3 separate regions of the Sus scrofa genome follow, and regions 2 and 3 are each linked to region 1. The links are chromatin contacts, called in public HiChIP or PLAC-seq and promoter capture Hi-C maps. All regions are on one chromosome and are shown on one strand. The core of a region is the stretch at or near the end of the contact, and the rest is flanking DNA. Distances in the headings are between cores, read along the strand shown.

Region 1 (5,040 bases), core at 110-2,609:
TCACCATTTTAAAGCAAAACAATTTTATAAAGTAGTGTGGCTTTAATACACATTCAAAGCGAAAGAAAATTTGAGTTAATTTGAAATTTCTAAGTAGTGAAACCTATTTTGGCTTTATACTATCTGGAGAGTCAGCTCATTCTTCTACTTCACTTTCCCTTTATATGTAGAGCAAAGAAATGAATAGAGTCAATAGAGTCAATACAAATTCATTTTATAAGAATTTTATACTTAACCTCAATAATGTTGATTGGATGACTTAACTTTGTTAAGGGCTTCCGTATTTTACTATTTTTAAAAAATAATAAATTAGAAGATTTTTCAGTAGGTCAGTTCTCTGTACAGTTAAAAAACCACGTGAAAGCCCTTCCTCAGCTAGTTAGGTAGTGAGAGTTCTCAGGTTGAGCTTTCAGCCCGTGCATCCCCAGCCCTGTCTTAGTTGTTTTATTCTCATATATATTCCTCTGATGAGCTATGAAAAGATCTTTTGAAAAATGCGAAAGCATTATACCAATAAATGTCAGTATTTCTTGCACTAAGCCACTATCAGAAGTTTGGGCTACCGGCGACGGGGCTCTGAAGATTTTTCTTGGCTGTGCTAAGTTGGAACATGGAATGGCTCAACCTCTTTAAAAAAGTAGCTGGGTAACAAGCAATAAGTGGGAATGGGCGGAAAACTGTGTGTGGAAGAAAGTCGCTGAAAAGTAGGTAAATTAAATGGACGATAAAGGGCAGGAAAGCAGATTTTGGCAAATCACTCTGTTTGCTTTCGAGTCCGCTTACCACATCTTCGTTAAATGCGAGCCTTAGCCACCGCCGAAAAGTAAAACATGAACAGGAAAAATGCAAGAGGAGTTAACACATATACACACTGATGACCATCCTACAATTCGCTCTTGGAGACGACAGTCCAGGCTGGCACTGGAGAGAGTATCCGTGCCTTGACCTCGGCCCCCGTAGCGGACACTAGACTGCCCTTCATTGCGATACTTGAGCTCCTGAGTGCTTGGGAAACAAACCATCGCCGTCAGAAAACGTAAAGGCAATCTATCGCTTTCCCCTTCCAGCCCAACATTCCGAACCGGCTCATTTCAAGAAGGAACGTCTGACCCAGCCTTGTAAAGGCGGTGCACACGGTCTCTCGGACACGCCCCTACCACTTTCTGTTAGGCCCCCTCAAGTTCCGACCTCCGGGAACAAAGCGGCGTTTAACGATGCCTGACCCGGAAGTTTAACCAGACTTCCGGGAGGTCCCTTCGGACAAGCGCGTGTGCTGGGCGGGGCTCGGCTAGGTCCCGCCCCTATCTCCAAGCTGCGAGGTGTCGCGAGACTTGCTCTGTCCGGAACTTCCGGTTATCGTCGCCCTCGGCCATCGGCTTTAGGGATGCGGTCTCGGCTTCTTTTGAGTGCTGTTCGGGGCCTTTGGGCCCACCGGGCTGTTGGCCCGGCCCGCCGACACATGAGCTGCGGGAGCCTTCCGCTGGAGGAGCTGTTCGCCCGCAGCGGACCCCTGCGGACCTTCCTCGAGCGCCAGGTAGGGTCTGAAACCCCGTTGCAGGTCAGAGGGCCTGAGCTGGTGGCGGTGGCCAAGCTTCTGACAGAGAAGGAGCGGGAGCTGCAGGAGACCGAGCACTTGCTGCACGGTAAGGGCTGGGCCTAGGGGAGCGGGATTCAGAAAAGATTCTTGACTCTTTGCCCTTTCCACTAAGCCGCTGGTCAAGGGTCCACAATCTCTTTGAGTTTTAAGTCTTTACTCAGTTGCAGCCCTATTTCATTTACATCAGAGGTGAGGGCATCACTATATGGGTTGTGAACCTGTCCTCTCTTTGTGCTTCCTTCACAGTGCTCTGCGCCCTTTAACAGAACTTAAGTTGACTCTTACTGGTTATGTATTTAATAGCAGGAGATCATTAGCTCACACACACACACAAAATCAGGCACTATTCCTGTTATGGGCTGGAGAGCAGTGTACCTCCAACTGTGGTAAAGAGGCTACCTGCAAGTGACAGGAGAGGTGCATGCTAAATAAACCCAGACTCAGAATCTGAGACCTAAAAACATAGGTTTTTAACGAGTTTCCCAAGTGATTCGTGTCCATTCAGATCTAGATGGGGCCATGTTTCTGCATCTGTACAAGCTCCTGGAGATGCCTATTTGCTGGTCCATGGACCATGCACTGGGTAGCAAGGTTCTAGAGAGGGTCACAATCTCCTGGGGGCAAGAAAATTAATTATAATACAGCTGATAAGTGAGAACATGTATCAATAAAGACCTAGGAGAGCAAGAACTTACTGAGAAAGCTTTGTACAGGGATAAAGGCCCACCCTTAGATGATGTAATATTTTTAACCTTTATTGATCCTTTACCATACTTCATTCTTTGCTTAGGTTTATCTATTAACTCATCTAATTCACCTAATAAACCCTATGAAATAGGTTCTATTAGCCTCATGAAATAGAAGAGGAACTTGCAATATAAAAGTAAAATTAACTCAGTTTCGGTTACACAGCTTGTAAGGAATGGAGCTTGGCTTGGACTGACTCCAAATCTCAGGACTCCAAATCACTGAACTCCAATGTTAACCAAAGAAGGGGAGGTTGGGACCATTTTTTAAGGGGGCTCACATACTCTCTAAAAAGTTTGATTTTATCCTGTTGGTAAGAGGAAGCCAGCAGAAGTTTTTAGACTGGGGAGTGAATGATAGTAATAGATTTGTTGTTTAGGAACCTGCATTTGTAGAAGTTTAGAAACAACCTGGAGTAAGACTGAAGATGCCAGAGAAAACAGAAGGCTAAGGCAGTTTTCTAGGGGAGACTTAAGGAAAGTCTAAATTAAGTGATTTAAGAGAAAGTGCTGCCCAGAGTGTTTTTAAAAAATTGAAAAAATATCTTTTGGGGAAAATTAAATCAGTTTTATTCCTTAAGCTAAGCTTTAAGTACAAATAGAAGCCACTATATATATATATATATATAACACTATCAATTTCAACATACAATCAATATAAAAATTATATATACACACTGTAATTTTTATATTGACTGCATGTCAAAATAGTGTTTGGGGGATAGTGGATTAAATAAAATATAGTATTTAAATTAGGTTACTTCCACACTCTATTTCCCATCTCTGTAGTCTTGTAAGAACACTGCATTTCAGAACTGAAAGGCCCCTTAGAGACCAGCTCAAATCTTTTATTTTACTCTTGAGGTTACTGAGACTCAGGGAAGTTGAGTGTGTTGCCCTAAGAGAACCTTAGTGGTTGGACTAGGACTAGAATTCACTTTTCCTTTTTTCTAATTAAGTTTATTTTCCATTTCATCAAACATCATACCAAATTCTTGCCAAAATAATGTCCTGCCATCCCACCAACACTCCCTATATTTGCTTATCTCAGTTTTGCTGTTATTACCTGTCTTTTAGTAATCATTCTCTCCTCTTTCTGCTCCACCCCCCAAAAAAACTTCAACATCTTGTTTTAATATTTAATTACACAGTGTTTTAGGTTGTCTTGTTTCTTTTTTTTTTTTTAGGGCCACACCTGTGCCACATGGTAGTTTCCAGGCTAGGGATCAAATTGGACCCCTCCCCACAGCCACAGCAACCGCCAGATCTGAGCCACATCCAACCCCTGCACTGTGGCTTGCAAACACACTAGATCCTTAACCCACTGAGTGAGGCCAGAAGTTGAACAAATGTCCCCAAGGGACAAGATGTCAGGTTCCTTAACCTGCTGAAACATAACAGGAACTCCTAGGTTGTTACTTTTTTTGTGAGGTTTTCTCCCCTAGAATTAAACAAAGAAACTAAAATCATCTAAAGTCCTGCCATGAAAGATTTCCAGTTCTTAGCATAATTGGTTCTAAATAAATGAATAAACATTCCAACTGATACAAGTTTGATCTTTCAACAAAGACAGCAAGTTGCAGTAGCTAATTTCCCCTTTTCTCCTTTCTATAGGCTACATGTCCACAGGATAGAGGAATGAGGAGGTATATTTTGTAAGGTAAAAATGAAAATTTAAAGATGAAAAAAGAATTAGGGTAAAGTCTCAGAGAGAAGAGTACTTCATGTAAACATTCTGTAAATATTAGGCAGGGTCTAAATTTTTATGTGGACACTTATGTATTAATGAAGCATTTATTGATAAAGTAACTTCATACTTTTAAACTCAGTTCTTTCTGGTCTGATGATACCCTCTATTCCACCTTCTGTTCTTTCTCACTAGCTAGTGCATTTATTTGTTACTGTACAGTCTAAGTTGTGAAACTAAGAGGATATTTGTTAATATGGGTATTTTGTGAAGGTAGAATTATTGCAAGTTTAACAGCTTTATATTTTTCTATAGAAATTCTTTTTAACTTACACTTTAGTCATCAGGGAAAACATTTTTTTTATTAAACTACATGCTTTTGAAAACTAATGCATAAAATGCTTTGAAATAATGACAGTTATGAAAAGGACAAGATAATTGTTATTTTTTTCTTCAGCTGCAATAACAGTAAAACTATTACCTTGAATTCTGTTAGCAATTAACAATAATTAAGAAAAACTTAACCTGCTGCTTTTTTCTTAGATGAAAGTGAAGACTTAAGGAAACTTGCAGAGAATGAAATAATTTCGTGTCAAAAAGAAATAGCTCAATTGAAACATCAGGTATGGTAATTGTGCAACGCATAAAGCATTTGTTCTTTTACTTCTAATGTATTTTATTAGAAGTTTATAAAAGCAAGTCAAGAACTAATCAGCTTGCTCATATTTATAAACTGGTTTTTTGTTTGTTTTTTCGTCCTTTTAGGGCCAAACTGTGGCATATGGAGGTTCCCAGGCTAGGGGGTCTAATTGGAGCTACAGCTGCCAGCCTATGTTATAGCCACAGCAACGCCAGATCTGAGCTGCATCTGCAACCTACACCACAGCTCATGGCAGCACCGGATCCTTAATCCCCTGAGCAAGGCTAGGGATCAAACCCACAACTTCATGGTTCCTAGTCGGATTGTTTTCGCTGCACCACAACAGGAACTCCTATAAACTGGTTTTTAA
Region 2 (4,815 bases), core at 893-3,392, 1.3 Mb before region 1:
TCAGCAAACATTATAAAAAACTATCAGGATTATGTACTTTGTTTTTAAAACAAAAACGGTATATTCTTCCGAATCTTCTTCAAAATAGATTTCCCTTCCTTAATTCTGATTCTGTACTGCTACTATTTTTAAATCAACCCCATTTTCAAACATGGTGAAGTCTGAGCATATTAGTAAATAAAGGAGTTAAAAGATGTTTCAAGTTCTTCAAAATCCATGTGTGGAAATGAGGAGAGTGCTACATACACTAAAATGGGAATGCTACTACAACTCTCAAGTTACTGTAAAAATTAGATGAGAAAAGAGGTGAAACATGAAGCTAGCCAGATATGTCAGGCCCCCATCCTTAAAGTCAATACTGAAATGAAAAACCGTAACATGTCTACTCCACTGTGCCCAACTGTGACCAACCACAGAGTGCAAACCACTTGATTATATCTCCCACATGGTGGGGAAGACTGGGAATGGAGGATACACACTGGGACCCTCCGCCCCCCACGCACGAGAGAGACACCAATCAAAAACAGGTAGGGTAAAAAAATAACTGTAAGGAAACAGGATTTTCTTCACACTTAAAAAACAAAACAAACCACTTTAACATTCTATTAGTGCTGTAGCACTATATGTAGCAAATAAAAAGGCTACATAGAGCTGTGGGGTTTTTTCCCCCTGAAGAGCTCTGAAACTATTAGCAATAAATTGGAACACAGTATCCTCAATTTTTATTCCAGACTTTAAAGGACGGAGAAAAAAAAAACAACAACAAATAAAACTAAGAGCTTTTCAAAGTATTGCCTTGTTCAGATTATCACAGTAATTAAGTCTGGTACTTTAGAGTACTGTGGATTCGAACCAAATTTTGCAATTTGACACAAATTATCAGCTATATATTCATAAAGTGAAAGGAAAAGATTCCCATGTCCTTTGCTCTGATTTGTAAAAGGAAGCAATCAAAAAGAAAAGAAAATCCAGTATTCAAAAGACTGCTTGCTCTCATGGACCTGTATCACTGCTATCTACTCTAATACGGAGAGTCTAATTCACGTGATTTTTATCGAACTTTTAGCCTCTTTGCTAAGCTTCCCAAATGCCAATTCTAGAGGGAAGGAGGGAGGGAGGAAGAAAGGGGGGGAGACGGAGGAAAAAAAACAAAACTGTAAGAGCTTTTTAAAGTATTGTCTTGTTCAGATTATCACAGTAGTAAGTCTGGTACTTTAAGAAGTGAACATTTAAGACTGTTAATTACACTACTGAACAGAATATTATTAGCACTTCCCTATCAAAAGTCCTTAAAATGTATGCGACCTTAGTTAACATCACATTAAAATACTTTCATCTTAGGCACACCGGTAAGGATAACTCTGGGTTTTGTAGATATGTGCTTGCTATGCTTAATGTTTACATTACGGTGTATTCAAGTCAGAGTTTTAAAAAATTGTGATAGTTTATCGAAACTTGTCTCCTTTCAGACGAGTAAATTCAACTGAACAGTGAAAACTGGACACCTGCATGTTAAACATCTAGCCTTTTATCTGACTTGTGAATGAGCCCGTGGGAAATGCTTCCCCAGCATCTTCCTTCTCTGCCTGCTTGCACAGCTCTCCCTGCCATGTGTGCCTTTCTGTCGTGACGATGAGGAGGAGTAAGAATAGGAGAATTGCAGGATAACCAAAATGCAAAATACCCTCGCCTCTCGATCACCCATCCGCTTAGCCTAGGTCCCTAGTTGGCAGGTTACCTAGCCAACGGTATCTCAGTTATAAACAAACACTATGTGCAAAGTGACCACAAATCATCACCCCTGTAGGGGCTCTTCCAGCACTACCCCCAATCGGTGCCTGCCTTATTAATGACCCAGGGAAGGTCTGGGCCGCGAAGCCCGGCCTCCAGTTAAAATCCCGCAGGCCCAGGAAAGAGGTGGGCGGGCCAGGCCTCGGCGGAACTGACCCGGAGAGACCAGCCGGGAATCTCCGGGGGAGGGCCCAAGCGAGCCTTCCCTCCAGCCTCGCAGCCATACAGTAGGATGCTGGAGACACCGGAACCTCCCTCCTCCCCGGGGCGGCCCTCCCCCAGCTCTCCCCTCCCCGGAATTGGGGGAGGGGCGCCGGGGCAGAGAAGCACCCCTCCCCCACGGACACAGCTAGGCCGCCACTCGCCCCACCCAGAAAAGCCCTGCGGGCCCGTGCCCACCCTCCCAGCGGCGGCCCCGTCCCGGGCGGGGGGGGGGGGGGGAGGCTAGACTGCAATACCAACCTCGCTATTGAAGGTTTTCACAGCCTCCATGTTGTCGGTGCAGAGGCCCGGAGCCCGGCGGCGGAAGAGGCGGCGGCCACTGCACTGGGTGGGGAGAGCGAGACGGGGGCGGCTGCGCGGCCGCGAGGAGGGGGCGCCGGCAGGAGGCCGGACCGCTGCGACCCCGGGCAGCAGGGGAAGGGCAAGCACTGGCGGGGAAGGGCTCCCTCAGGGGCAGCGAGGCCCCGGCATGGCCGCTAGGGCGGGCGGAGCGCCGGTCCCGGGAACAGAGGCGCTGCCGGGGCGGGTCGGCAGCGGGCGGGGGAGGGGCTGGGCCGCGGCGCCTGCTCTTCTCCGCCCCGCTCGGTCTCGGGCCTCCACCCTCTAGCCGGGGTCCCCTACTCTCTCCACCCCCTTTTTCCTCTGCCTCCGACAGGCTCCTGTTTCACCTCCCCGCCGCTCGGGCCGCAGGAACCAGCAGCGCACCGCGAAGACGGAGGAGGAAGCGCTGGCAGCAGTGGCTGCGGCATCCAATATGGCGGACACGAGTCGGGCCGCGCAGCTTGGAGATCCGCGGCACCGGCCAGCGCGCCCCCTGGCGACTGCACCGCGCGGGCCCGGGCTGCCGCGCGGAACCATCGAGCGCGCGCGGGCCAGAGCGTCGCCGTCCGGAGGCCCGGCTCAGCTCGGCCCAGGACCACCCTCCCATCCCCGCCCCCGCCCCCGCCCCCGCGCTTCACCCCCTACCCACGCGGGGCCGCAGAGGGAGTGAGTGCCGCTGCCCTTTGGGCCACTGCAAAGCGTCGCTCAAAGAAAAACCCAGATGCCCCCCTACAAAGCCGCAAGTTTAGGCAATAATGTTTCCATGTGGATTGGCCCCTTTACATGAGGTTTCGATGCTTTTCAGAACTTCACTGGACAGTGACCTAAAGGTTAACAGCCGGAAAAGTTCCTAGCCAGACACTTATGTAGTAACGACGTGCCCAAGCATTTTCCTGGCGTCTAGAGAAAACGTTAAAAACAAAAGCTTTGGATCCGGTTGGGGGCAGGGGGACGAGGGAAGCACGCCTGCAACCAGCAAGCAGTTCAGTGCAGGAAATGCACGCTGCATAAAATCCGGGGGGACTGGCGTGGTACAGACAATGAGTGCATTTGTCTGTAGGGCGGGAAGCGGTTTCCCAGAGCGCACGAGATTTGCATAGGTGAAAGGGAACTCATCTTTTACAGAAGATGAATTATTCTAAAGGAATCTTGCCCTAGGTTGTTTAGAGACGGGTGCATACAGATTTCCTGGATGAAACAGGAGGTGCTGCTAGCAAAATGCCTTCTTTCTCACCTCGTGCAATGTAAAATAACCGATACCACACTAAAAGCAAATATTTAAAAGTCGGAGGTGTATCCGTGAGCCCCAGACACCGCCTTAGAATCGTTTTCAAGCAACCACTTCTCTCAAGTTCACGCAAAGGAAAGGGAGGAAGATGAGCAGAGTTTTATTCGAGGATCGTTGGAAGCAAGGTACTTTCTGTGAGAGCTGAGCCCCGAGCTGTGTGAAACTGAGGAAGCCAGCCCTTCTCGACTTCTTCGGGTCTGCTGTTTAGAGTCTGCTTCGTTAACGTCTTTAACATTGGGGCTGGCTACTTAGAATCAAAGAGGGATAACGTCATCCATTAAGAGCTTATATTTCCACCTTCAAAATTTCTGATGATGTCACAAAGCTCTCCATCTCCCTTTGCCTCCCATCCTCATAGACCAAGCCGTTACCATCTCTTGCCAACAATTGCAGTAGCTTCCTAATGTCCCTGCTTATCTTCCTAATTTTCATTCTCCAGATTGTAGCTAGAGGGATTTTTTTTTTTTTTTTTTTTTTTTGGAAAGACAAAAATCAGATCAACTCACTCCCTTGCTTAAATCTGTTTAAAACTTTCCCCTTGCACTTCAGATCTTACTTTAAGCTCTTCCCAGAACCCGAAGGCCCTACCTACCTCAGCTCATAATACTTTCCCCCTTGCTCTCTGCTCTGGCTACACTGGTCCCCTTTATTCCCCGACAACACGAAGCACTTTCTTTCCTGGGACACTTGGGTGCCTCTGCCCTTAGTGGGGTGCTGTGGTTCTCATTCTTCCATGGCTTGGTCCTTGTCCTTTCCTCTTGCAAGAGGTCTCTCCCCATCAGTTCATCTACAGTAGCATGCACTGACTTGCAGAAATACCCACTCAGTTGTAATCACGCCAGATTCTAATGCAGAACAGTCACTGCTCTGGCCTAAGAGGGATCCTTTATTCAGTCATTCGTTAATGAATGTTGACGGAATTACTTAGGCCTGAGAGATTAAGATGCAGTACCAGCTAAAGAATTAAATCAGTGCTTAATATGTTATAGGACTTCATTTCACAAAGCTTCTACATTCAGAAAGATTGCAGGAGGCATACTTTGATCAAGGAACAGGAAAAAAGCAGAGAACAAATGAAGCACGTTCTTTTAGTGAGAAGGAGATAAAGCAAGAGGGAAAATTGAGGAGGGTTAGAGGGGGCTGCGGGGAGTGGGGAGGACCAGTGCAGGGACTAAGTGCAAAGCTTATGCACA
Region 3 (5,070 bases), core at 1,634-4,133, 1.3 Mb after region 1:
AGTGGAAATGAATCCAACTAGTATGAAAACGCGGGTTCAATCCCTGGGCTTGCTCCGTGGGTTAAGCATCCAGCACAGCAGTAAGCAATGTTCTAAGTGGATCTCATAAACTGGCAGCTATAGCTCCTATTTGACCCCTAGCCCGGGAACTTCCATATGTCACAGGAGTGGCCCTAAAAAGCAAAAAAAAAAACCACACAAAACCAGAGAGAGAGAGAGAGAGACAGAAAAAGAATTATCCAGACTTTTCTCCCAGGTCTATTACTTACTAAGTGACTTCTTAGAAAGATGAGGCAATGGATGTAAGACTGCCTGAAAGACTCTACTGTGCTAGAAAAACATAAAGAATGAAAGACATTTATGAGCCTGCTTCTCTCTTGTGTTATATTCTTAGTCAAATTTAATTCTTTCCAAAGGTTTTCTTGCTGTCTTCTCTATCTGCCCAATAACTCCTTCCATCCTCTTCTACCCTAAATAAAATTAAGGCATATTATCATCTTCCTCTCCCAACTGGAAAATTTGATTTTCTTTTCTTTTTTGTCTTTCTAGGGCCACACCTGCAGCCCTATGGAAGTTCCCAGGCTAGGGCTCGAATTGGAGCTATAGCTGCCAGCCTACACCACAGCCACGCCAGATCCGAGCTGTGTCTACGACCTACACCATAGCTCATGGTAACGCCAGATCCTTAACCCACTGAGTGAGGCCAGGGATGGAACCTGAGTCCTCACGGATGCTGGTCAGATTCGTTGTCACTGAGCCAGGATGGAATTCCAATTAGAGATTTTTGTAGAAGTGTCAAAGAATGAAGAAAGCTGGAGATGACTTGGGTATACTTGAATTAAAAACTAAAGATATTCCTGATTTTAAACATACAAAAATCAAGATGTACAGATTATCACACTTGAAATTAATACAACACTGACAACTTCACTTCAATTTAAAAAACTATACGATGTCAGCCCCCCAAAAAGATTTAACGATTATCACTTTATCATAATTAGTTTAAGGAAATACATGAATGAGTTAGAAAAAAGACTTCAGTAAGTGATGAAATTCTGTGCAGTTTTTAAATCAAAAGCACAAAACTTAGCTGATCAGGTCATTTATATCTTCAGATCACCAGAGGCAAAGTAAAAACAAAGTAAGTTGAAATACTGCTGCCCAAATCTCCTACTTTAATGCGGGATCTTCTTAAAAACTCAAATACCTTATTGCAAATTTTAAAAAATAGGATTATACCTTGAGTATTTCTTTAAAAGACTTCCTCAAATGTTAAATATAAAACAAAGAAAATTGCAAAAATGCTTCCTGATTCTGTGGTGTTTTACAGCGAGTAGATTTTAATATGCAGAGTTAACTGCTCTGATCAGAATTTAACTTTTAAGAATTACTACTAATTCCTTGGAAGAAGAGAAAGAATACTAAATCAATGACACTTGAATTTCCCAAGGCAGCAGATAGAAAAAGAAGTGCTAGTCCTCTGAGGTTTACTTATTTGGAAAGTATTACTATTTTTCCACCTACTAAATGTCTCCAGAGGCTTGCATCTCTAAGGCTAAGGTCTCAGGTCAGCACTAGAGTGAAGGCAGAGCGCCCGGGCTCAGTATTTAGACACACACAACCCCTATATTTGCACGACCCTGAAGCTGAGCACATGCTTAAATCATGGGACACTGGTGCCTCTCTCACCTCCCTCTACTGCCGGTACAATTTCTTCTAAGTGTTCTTGGGTTTTGCAATACTTTGCCGTAAGGACATATCTCAAATATAAATTAGGCCTTTCAATTTATACAGATAGATATATTTTTAATGGAATCTATAACATGAAGCCTAAAAGGCAAGAAGGTACAGTAATTTTTTAGTGGGATTATGAATTAATCTGATCAGCGATCTGAGGACCCCCCCCAGCTTTTGTAGAGAACTTTAACCCCCTGCAAAGTAGGTTCATTAACTAAATAAAATATAATTAAAACCAGCCGCTGCAACATTCTAAAAGCGGGCATACACTCTCAAGACAATCATGCGGGAGTTAAAAAAACAAAAAACAAAAAAAACCACAGTTCGAACCGCTTTAAAAACATAACTGTTTGATACAAATTAATATAAGGCTAAAAACCCGCGAACCATCACTGCAGAGACGCCGGGGTAAACGGAGATCTTCAGTCAGGGTTCGCAGTCCGTGCCGGTGCAGGCAGGGAAGAAATCACGAATCACTGCAAGGAAGAAGTTACAAAGCCTATCCGAGCCTGGAGCCCAGCGAGCGGCCGCCCTGCCCTCGCCTCCACGCGAGTCCTTAGAAACCCAGCCGCCGCCGCCGCAAAGCAGGACCTACGGTGCGATGGAACTCGCGGGCGGCGGGGAGCAGGCGCCTACCGCACAGCGCCGCTTCCCCGCTGGGGCCCGACGGCTCCCGATGGGGCCCAGCTTTCCGCAAAAGCGGGGAGGAGGAAGAGGAGTGAGCGAGGAAAGCGACACGAACCCTACGTCCTGTCCCGAGAGAGACTTCGGAGGCCCCGCCATCACCATCCGCGTTCCCCGCGCCAACTCTCGGGTTTCACCAGACGCAGGAAAGCAGGAGGTGCCGGCGCGAGGGAGGAGCTGAGGTGAGGAGGGAGGCGGGTTAAAAAATGCTTTTGAATGAAAAAACTTTATTTGGTGCCCATAGCAGAGACAAACAATGGCCAGCTTGAGGACGCGGAGATCTTCCGGGGGCGAAGGCGGGGACAGCTGAGGGCGACGTGAGAAGCGGAATAAGGAAGCGGGCGGAAGGCGGAAGCAAGCAGGGACCGGGAGGTCTCAGGGACTCGGGAGCGGAAAAGGTCACGGTGGCACGGGGTCACGTGGTCCTGTGGTCACGTGGAGCCAGCGCCTTACGCTCGGCGGCGTCTGGAGTTCTGTGCGCCTGCGCACTGCCTGGCGCTGGGAGGGGCGGGAGGTCCGGGTTGATACTGGCTGTTGCCTCGCGACACTTGGCTGCGGCGGGGTCGCGGAAATTTGCACCCTTGGCGGGTCCCTCTTCTTTTCCGGCGGAGAGGTTAGTGCCACTGCCTTGTTCTGGGAGCTTGCACGGTCCCGGCATAACGCTCCCCGCCTTTGCTTCCCGCAGACCTGAACCTCTAGCGTCACAGGTTTCACCGGTACGTTGATGGCCCTTGCCTATTACAGTGATCTTTGGTCGACTTGGCTGGGAGTAAAAAAAGCACTCCATCAATGCACACATACTGAACCCTTTTTTGAACCAATGCAAGCGGTAACTGCAAAGATAAAATACTTTTGAACGGCGTAAAGCATTGGAAGACATGCTCGCAAAGATTAGCGCCATTTATCCATTGAATCGTAGCCTGGCTGATACAGTGTTCTTAGTTGGTATGTTGTTCTTAAAAAGTAGACAGTGTGTCCAAGAACAGAATAGCTGCCTTGTATCTCATTCAGAAAATATGAATTGAATTACCTCCTGTGTGCTGGGCACTGTGGTCACAGAAGACGCAGCATGAACAATAGACAAATCTTTATCCTCAAGAAACTTCTGTGCTACAGGAGAGAGACAAAGATCTCCTTCCCTCTTCTGTTTTTTTCCCCTTTAGCATTGTCACTCTCATGTACATTTTATTTACCACGTCTGTTATCTCTCTTCCCCCCACTGTGATGTAAGCCTCAAAAGATATGGATTTTTATCTATTTTATTTTCATCTGTATTAGCAGGGAGGACAATGTCTGGCACAGGGTAGGAACTCGGTTCATAATTTGTTTAATAAATTTAAAACACAAAGTATTGGAGTTTCCTGGTGGCCTAGAGGTTAAGGATCTGATGTTGGGTTAGATCCCTGGCCTGGGAACTTTCATATGCCACAGGCAAAGCCAAAAACAAAACAAAGTGTTTGCAAGTAATGTTAAGTGCAATGGAGAAATAAAAAGTGGAGCAGGCCAGAATGTGCGTTCTCATGTGCATTTTAAATGAAGTGGTTGGGGAAGGAGGACTTTACTGGGTAGGAGACGTGGGAGCAAAGGTCTGAAGGAGATAAGGGAATGAGGCTTAGAGATATGTGGGCGAAGAGTGGAAGGCAAAGTAAGTGTAAAGATGCAGAGGCCAGAGTGACTGGAGCAAAATAAAGGAGGGAAGAAAGCTGTAGGAGATGTTAGGGTTATGATAAAGGACCAGAGGATGGAGGGCCATACAGTCCATTTTAAGGTCTTTGGCTTTTATTTCAAGGGAAATATGAGGCTGGCATCACATTTTATGAAGATGGAAGATGTGATTTGACTGACGTTTGGTTGCTGTGTCGAGAAGAGTCTGAAGAACAGAGCTGAGAAAAAAGTTCAGAAGCTGTGACAATGATTCTTGGGAAAGACAGCGGCTTGGACCAGGGTAGTGGCAGTGCTGGTGCTGAGGTCACACAAAGCCAGGAGGATTTGCTGACACACGGGTATGGAGAGTGAAGAGAAGCATGAGGGGGATTGCAGGTTTGGGGCTTTAGCAAAGATAAAGCTGTGATTGGGATTTCCTGAGTCAGAGAGACTCTGGCAAGAATAGGGTGTGCAGGAAGTTTTCAAAAGCTCAGTTTTGAGCATGTTGCACATTGTCATGCTTATCCGAGTGGTTTAGGGACAACTATTTGCTCTTCATCAACGCGTGATAGTATATAAAACTATGAGATTGGGTAAGAGCACCAGGAGCTGAGAATAGAAAAGTGACCCAAATACTGAGCCTTGGTGCATTACATTCTTGGGATGGGAAACCAGCTAAAGAGACAGAAGGTCCAACCAGTGAGGTAGGATGGAAATGGCCAGTGTGGTACCCTAGAAGCACATGGGGGTGGTTGGGGGGAGTGATCAGCTGCATCAGATGCTGCTGGTAAGTCAGGTAAAATGAAGACTGAGAAGTAACCATTGGACTTAGAAATATGGAGGTCACTGCTGGCCTTGACAGGTGGGATGAAAGCCTGATTTGAGTGAGTTAAAAAGAAAAGAGAGATGGAGACAGAGAGTAAAACGCCTCTAAAAGGAAAGACGCTTAAAGAAAAGGTATATATGGAAGGGGAAGATGGGGTCAGGGAGAATTGTTGGGATAAG

The links. Promoter capture Hi-C pulls out the DNA fragments that hold promoters and counts their contacts. HiChIP or PLAC-seq counts read pairs in DNA pulled down with a chosen protein or histone mark.
Region 2: a promoter capture Hi-C map of liver shows a contact between it and region 1, with 6 times the contacts expected there. The contact joins the promoter of SCAF8 here to the promoter of MTRF1L in region 1. A contact is called at or near these places in 1 of 5 promoter capture datasets (liver) and 1 of 2 datasets of contacts at active chromatin or transcription factors (alveolar macrophages).
Region 3: an H3K27ac HiChIP or PLAC-seq map of alveolar macrophages shows a contact between it and region 1. The contact joins the promoter of RMND1 here to the promoter of MTRF1L in region 1. A contact is called at or near these places in 1 of 5 promoter capture datasets (liver) and 2 of 2 datasets of contacts at active chromatin or transcription factors (alveolar macrophages and skeletal muscle).

Annotation. Positions count from the first base shown.
Region 1 is chr1:13,445,148-13,450,187 of Sscrofa11.1, forward strand. MTRF1L (mitochondrial translational release factor 1 like) reads left to right here and starts at 1,360. Exons shown (of 7, transcript NM_001244934.1): 1 at 1,360-1,643; 2 at 4,574-4,653. The coding sequence starts at 1,385.
Region 2 is chr1:12,119,587-12,124,401 of Sscrofa11.1, forward strand. SCAF8 (protein SCAF8) reads right to left here and starts at 2,143. Exons shown (of 23, transcript XR_002338279.1): 1 at 1-2,143. LOC110256595 (a long non-coding RNA gene) reads left to right here and starts at 2,991. Exons shown (of 2, transcript XR_002338284.1): 1 at 2,991-3,747; 2 at 4,612-4,815.
Region 3 is chr1:14,792,749-14,797,818 of Sscrofa11.1, forward strand. It overlaps RMND1 (required for meiotic nuclear division protein 1 homolog), which reads left to right and starts at 2,884. Exons shown (of 13, transcript XM_005659141.3): 1 at 2,884-3,034; 2 at 4,211-4,424. ARMT1 reads right to left here and starts at 2,575. Exons shown (of 5, transcript NM_001243637.1): 1 at 2,480-2,575. The coding sequence starts at 2,526.